Regions from separate parts of the Rattus norvegicus genome. Here region 1 is linked to region 2. Evidence: chromatin contacts called from public Hi-C data. All regions are on one chromosome and are shown on one strand. Each heading gives the region's core, a stretch centred on a gene start, on an enhancer-like site or on the middle of the called end of the contact. The rest is flanking DNA. Distances are from core to core; before and after follow the strand shown.

Region 1 (2,700 bases), core at 83-2,582, 160 kb before region 2:
CTAACCTTGGTTGCAGAGTCGGACCTTGTCTGAAGAAAGGAAAGGAAGTCCATGCTAATATCGTTTTAAATTTATTTCTAAGTGTGGAGTTCAGTTTATACAGCCTAGGGCACTAAATGAAGTCACAAACATTTGTAATAACCCATTGTTTGAGGCATGTTAAGGTCTAACTACTCCTCTCTGTGATGAAGTCAGCATAAGAGTTAAGACGAATTTTTCAATAAGCCTCAACTAACAATCAAAAGGGTTCTTAAGTTTTAGGGCTCTAACCTCTTCTGTATCAACATTGTTTCCTTCGGTCCCCAGACGATGGCAGAGCAGATTAATAAATCGTCAGGACTAGTTGTAGGGTTCACATTCTGTCAACATGCTGGGCAAAATGAAAAATGAATCCGCCCAATTCAATGACTTAAAAATTAAGCATATAACTTCACAAAAGCAGTTTAAATTCTACTTACAGCTCTTATCAAAACTACAAAATGACCAAGGCTCTATTACTATTGAGATGTCTGCAGAAGGGCATTTTTCTAACATTCTAACAGTCTAACCACGAAGAATATTTCAAACAAGTAACGTTGAACTGCAGACTTAAATGAGAACATATGATATTGATTTGTACAATGTTTAATACTTCTTGGTAGCACTTAAAACAATCAATAGAATAGAATTCAAACCCTGTCCTGTCTAGACCGTCTGGTATAATCATTTTTGTTACTAAAGCTTCAAAACTAATAACTGCATCTATTTCTTAATATGCAAAAGCAAAACCACCCTACGGTGATAAAAGAACAACTCACTTCATAAACTATGGCACTTGGATAATCTGATACACAGCATTTGATATGCACAAAATACTTGCTCCTTTAAGAGATCTGTATGCAGATAAAGGTTTAAAAATAATGCAATCAGCAACCTTTGTTCATATTTTAAGTGGTAATGTATATGGAAAAAAAGAGAGAGAGAGCTCAGTCAGTGTAGGTAATAAAATAAATTGTCCGAGAAGCCCAGACCTGAGAGTAAAGCGTATGTTTAAACCAGATCAGCGTTCCTGATAGTCATCACTTGGTGATTTAAAGCTACCTTCCCTTCAGCTCAGGACTGAGAGCCCAACTTCCTTTTTTTCACTGGTTTAGATGTGGGTGGTGTTGGTTTGCAAAGCACCAAAGACAGGGTGGATGGCACACCTAAGGACTTTTAAAGCCTTCACTCACACGGAGCAGTTTTAAAACTTCCTCAGTGGCTAACCTGACTGAGAAGAGGTGACACAAAGTATCTCCATGAAGCAAGGTAGCTGCTGGGGGGGAGGGGGTGTCAATGCCTCCCAAAGACCAGGAACTGAGGGCTTTCCTCCAGCTCAGTCATAACTCTGTCCCAGACAGTGTGAGTCAGCCGAACTGCTTCATAGTTTGGGAGAATAAAAAAAGAGACTTGCAAATTCGATTTTGTCACCTACTAAGCTTATATTAGGATTTTAAGGGATTTTCTACTCTAGAAAACAACTCTTTAAATAACAGGAGTTCCCAATTTCTACTATTATGTTTTTAAACTTCTAGTTCTATGACTTTTGATCGAACTTGGACCTAACATAAGTAGAAGAGATAGTATTCTTATCACAGATGGGACACATTTTTTTTTCCTCCTCTAGAATTTACATATTGAAATGAACTTTGAGGAGAAGAATTCCACGAATTTGAAACAAATTTGAACAACAATGTCCCCATGATACTCCAGAGATAGAATTCGGAATTGGAATAGAGCAATACAGTTCCTGCTTGGAGAATTTTATGAAACAAGGAGTTGTTTTAGGCTACACACGCACACACACACACACACACACACACACACACACACACACACTCACGCACGCGCGCGCATACACACAGTTTAACTTTGCCAACATTAGTGTTTCTTGGAACAGATTTTCATAAATCACAATCACATACTTGATCTGGTTTTATAGCAAGAAATTCTTTTCACTTAATATGTAGGTAATGAACAAGTACTTAGTTGTGATTCCAATTTTATAGAAAAATAAACAGTGTGGTTAAGACACTTGTCTTACAGAAATTGGTGATATATGATATGAAGTCTTTTTAACTCAACGAGCTAATCTTAGAAAAGCAGAGGAGTGAAAGTGGAAAATATAAGTATATTTAAAGATATTGCCAAGACCCTCCAAAACGCACGCCCTGTTGTATTTTCTGCTGTGGTTCTTAATTAATGTTAAATAGCTAGTGGAACTGCAGGGGTTGCCTGATGTTTTCTGGTAACTGGAAAAGAGAATAGCAACCGAATGAATTGTGTGTGGTTATAGGAAAATTCCTTTCTCCCCTCTAGTTGAGTTGTTAAGGTTTATAACAATGTTAACGAAGGAAGGTTGTGTTAACTATTGCAAACAGATGTGCCCCGTTTGGGTGGCTATAGTGTAAACAATGGAAGAGCAATTAGGAAGGTGGCATTTAATCTGTGGGGTTCCTCACAGAAAGCTTTGGGTCGGTAAGTTTCTAATAGCGGTGAAATAGGAAAGATGTGTCGCTGGAACTCAGTGCGGAAAAACAGACAGCACCCAAGAGATGGTTTTAGGACTCACTGCTTTCCAGTGTTAGATCAAAGGCAATGCTGTGGATGAAGCTTGTTCTCCACACACTACTTTATCCTGACTTTACTAGGAATAGCCAGAAACTGGTGTGGAACATTCTA
Region 2 (2,700 bases), core at 107-2,606:
TCCTTCAATCTCACTGATGAAACTTAAATCACTGTTCTAGTTAGAAGGCTCAGTACAGCACCATGGAGAACCACAGTATTGGACTGGACCAAGGATATCCCTTGACAGGGAAAACAAAAATAGATTTTATTGGTGGACGGGGGTGGGTGGGGTTGGGAACAGGAGGAGTCAATTGTGTGTGTGTGTGGGGGGGTCCTGGGAGAAACAACACAAATCAGGGGGCATTTCCGGGATGAGATAGGAAACCCAGAGCAATGGAATCTATAAAAGTAACCCTAGCAAAAACTCCTAGCAATGGGGGACACAGAGCCCCAGCCAGTCCTCTGTAACTAGGCTAGGTCTTAAGCGAGGGGATTGGAATATCAATCCAGTCCCAAAACGTTCCACCTACAGTTTGTCCTGCCTGCAGTGTTCTGGGGCCAGAGACTAGCAGAACTGTCATCAAAAGGGCCAGAGAAACTTCATCCAGGAACGCATGGGAGCAGAGTCCCACAGGCAAGCATTAGGAGGAGCTCAGGGCATCCCGCAGAGGAGGGAGAGGAAGGATGGAAGGGACCAGAGGGATCAGGGACACCATATGAACATGGCCTGCAGAACGAAGCAACAGAAACTCATGCGGGCTCCAGGAGATCATGGAGACTGTAGGGGTCTGACCCAGCTCCTCGGTGTACATGCTATGGCTGGGTAGCTTCGTGTCCCTGTGAGACTCCTAACAGTGGAAGCGGGGACTGTCTATGACTCTTTTGCCTGCATGTGGGACCCTTCTCTTGCTGGGTTTGCCTCATCCAGCCTTGATGTGATAGCATGTGCCTGGTCTTACCGTAGCTTTGTTATGCTGTGCTTGCTTAATGGCCTGGGAGGCCTGCTCTTTTCTCAGGGTGGAATGAGGGTGGGTCTGGGGGAGAGAGGGGTTTGAGAGGTAGGGGGACTGTGGAAGGGGAAGAAGGAGAAATTGAAATCAGGATGTAATGGATGAGAGAAGACTATAAACAACAACTAATTTTTGTCATACAAGAAGAAAATATTAAGGAAAGCGATCCATCAGTATATCTGCTTCTTTTAACTAAGGAATCCCGGTTATAACCAGGACTTTGTCTAGTACTGTGTGGTTCGCAGTACTGACTGAGGCTGCACTGGATCTTCTAAGCAGAATTTTGGTTTACAGTCCATCACTGAGTTTGAGAACGACACATATTCTTGATTACGTTCTTAAAACAAATATTTAGCAGTTGGATTTCTGGTCTGTAAGGAGACATTTTATTTAACTAAATAATCTCTCCCCGTGCACTAAGGGTTGAGCCTAGAGCCTCTGCATACCAAGTATGTGCTCTAGCACCGAGCGCTAAGGCTCCAAGAGTGACTTTTAAACCACACTTTCTAAGCTATCAAGTGCCCTAATGTAAACACTCACCATACTTACGAGACTACTCACTTCCCCTCACTCTTCTCCTTCTTTAAGAAAAAAAGCCCAATTTCGAGGAGAAAAATACCGTTCCCTTGTTTAATTTTTGTTTTTGTTGCTAACGAATTTAACCATTTTAAACATGCTTTTTTTGTTAGCCAGAAGCCACTTTTCTTTATGCTGTACTATGTAGAACGATATGCTTTTACCTTTTTTACTTTGGATGGCTTCCAATGACCTGTGTGGTTTCTCAACGGTCTGGTTCCTTGTTGAAGAATTCCTGCAAATACAGTACCAAGGGAGTCCAAGTCAACGAGGTGACACACTGTCGCTCATCCCAGGTGAGCACAGTTATTTTGGCAGAGACCAGAAATGGTAGATTTCATTCCGCAACAGCCTCTCCAGCCTCCAGTGAGCTGGTGGCAAGCTTATCACCTCTAATCAGTAAATGCACAGTTGAAGAAAACAAGTTTAAAAAAAAAAAAAGGGGGCTGGGGATTTGGCTCAGTGGTAGAGCGCTTACCTAGGAAGCGCAAGGCCCTGGGTTCGGTCCCCAGCTCCGAAAAAAAGAACCAAAAAAAAAAAAAAAAAAAAAAAAGTTCACACTCTAGCGGAAAGTTGAGCAACCTCAGAAAACCTGGATCCAACAGAGGTGATTCAAAAATGCACATTTTCACTGGGATCTCTGCCTAACATTCCGTAGCTTTGAAGCCAAGAGCCTTGGAAGTCCTGAGGCACAGCCCCGAGAATGTACACAAAATTAGAGAAACGGGCGTGGCTATAGGAAACAACTGGAGCTGCCAAAGTGTGTGCTCTTACCCTCCCTGGTAACCACAGAGATGGCAAGGGCTGTTTATATCTTGGCATGATCACTTCGCTTTCTGTGTTGTAGAAGTAACCAAAAGCTCGGCTGGATGAACCTTCGAGTCCTGAAAATTGGAACTAAAACAACCTAAAGTGCAATCAGAAACTTGTCCGGTCTGGATAATAGAGAACACGGGGCACTGTGGTCTCCAGCCCTGGACGTGTCTTTCCTGTGTTATGATGCTGTGTTGTCTGTCACCCCATTAAAGTGGAGCTAATAAGTAGTATTTGCTGTCCTCAGGAACACTGTGAGGACCCCATGAAATGCTAGCGCCAGAAACTGGGCTGAGCGGCACAGAGGTCAGCAAGGCATCCCAGAAGCAGCAGGAAGGAAGTCTTAAAACAAAACAACCAAAAACAAACAAACAAAAAAACAACAACAAAAAAACCTGATACATTAAAAAGATTTCTCTGACTGCTAACTAGTATTTCTC

What was found. A called contact is a pair of places that touch in the nucleus more often than the background predicts.
Region 1: a Hi-C map of the A7r5 cell line shows a contact between it and region 2, with 3 times the contacts expected there. The contact joins two enhancer-like sites. A contact is called at or near these places in 6 of 12 Hi-C or Micro-C datasets (the A7r5 cell line, the Rat2 cell line, Schwann cells and 3 more).

What each region holds. Positions count from the first base shown.
Region 1 is chr4:51,792,568-51,795,267 of GRCr8, reverse strand. All of the region lies in intron 3 of Wnt16 (Wnt family member 16), which reads right to left. Among named protein-coding and RNA genes, the nearest start is that of Wnt16, 7.2 kb to the right of the region's middle. Within about 2 kb of position 1,332, at least 1 of the 93 cell types and tissues checked has an H3K27ac peak or open chromatin away from gene starts, as enhancers often do. A contact at or near this core is called in the A7r5 cell line, where this site is marked.
Region 2 is chr4:51,631,792-51,634,491 of GRCr8, reverse strand. Cped1 (cadherin-like and PC-esterase domain containing 1) reads right to left here. Exons shown (of 22, transcript XM_039108607.2): 12 at 1,612-1,682. Among named protein-coding and RNA genes, the nearest start is that of Cped1, 150 kb to the right of the region's middle. Within about 2 kb of position 1,356, at least 2 of the 93 cell types and tissues checked have an H3K27ac peak or open chromatin away from gene starts, as enhancers often do. A contact at or near this core is called in the A7r5 cell line, where this site is marked.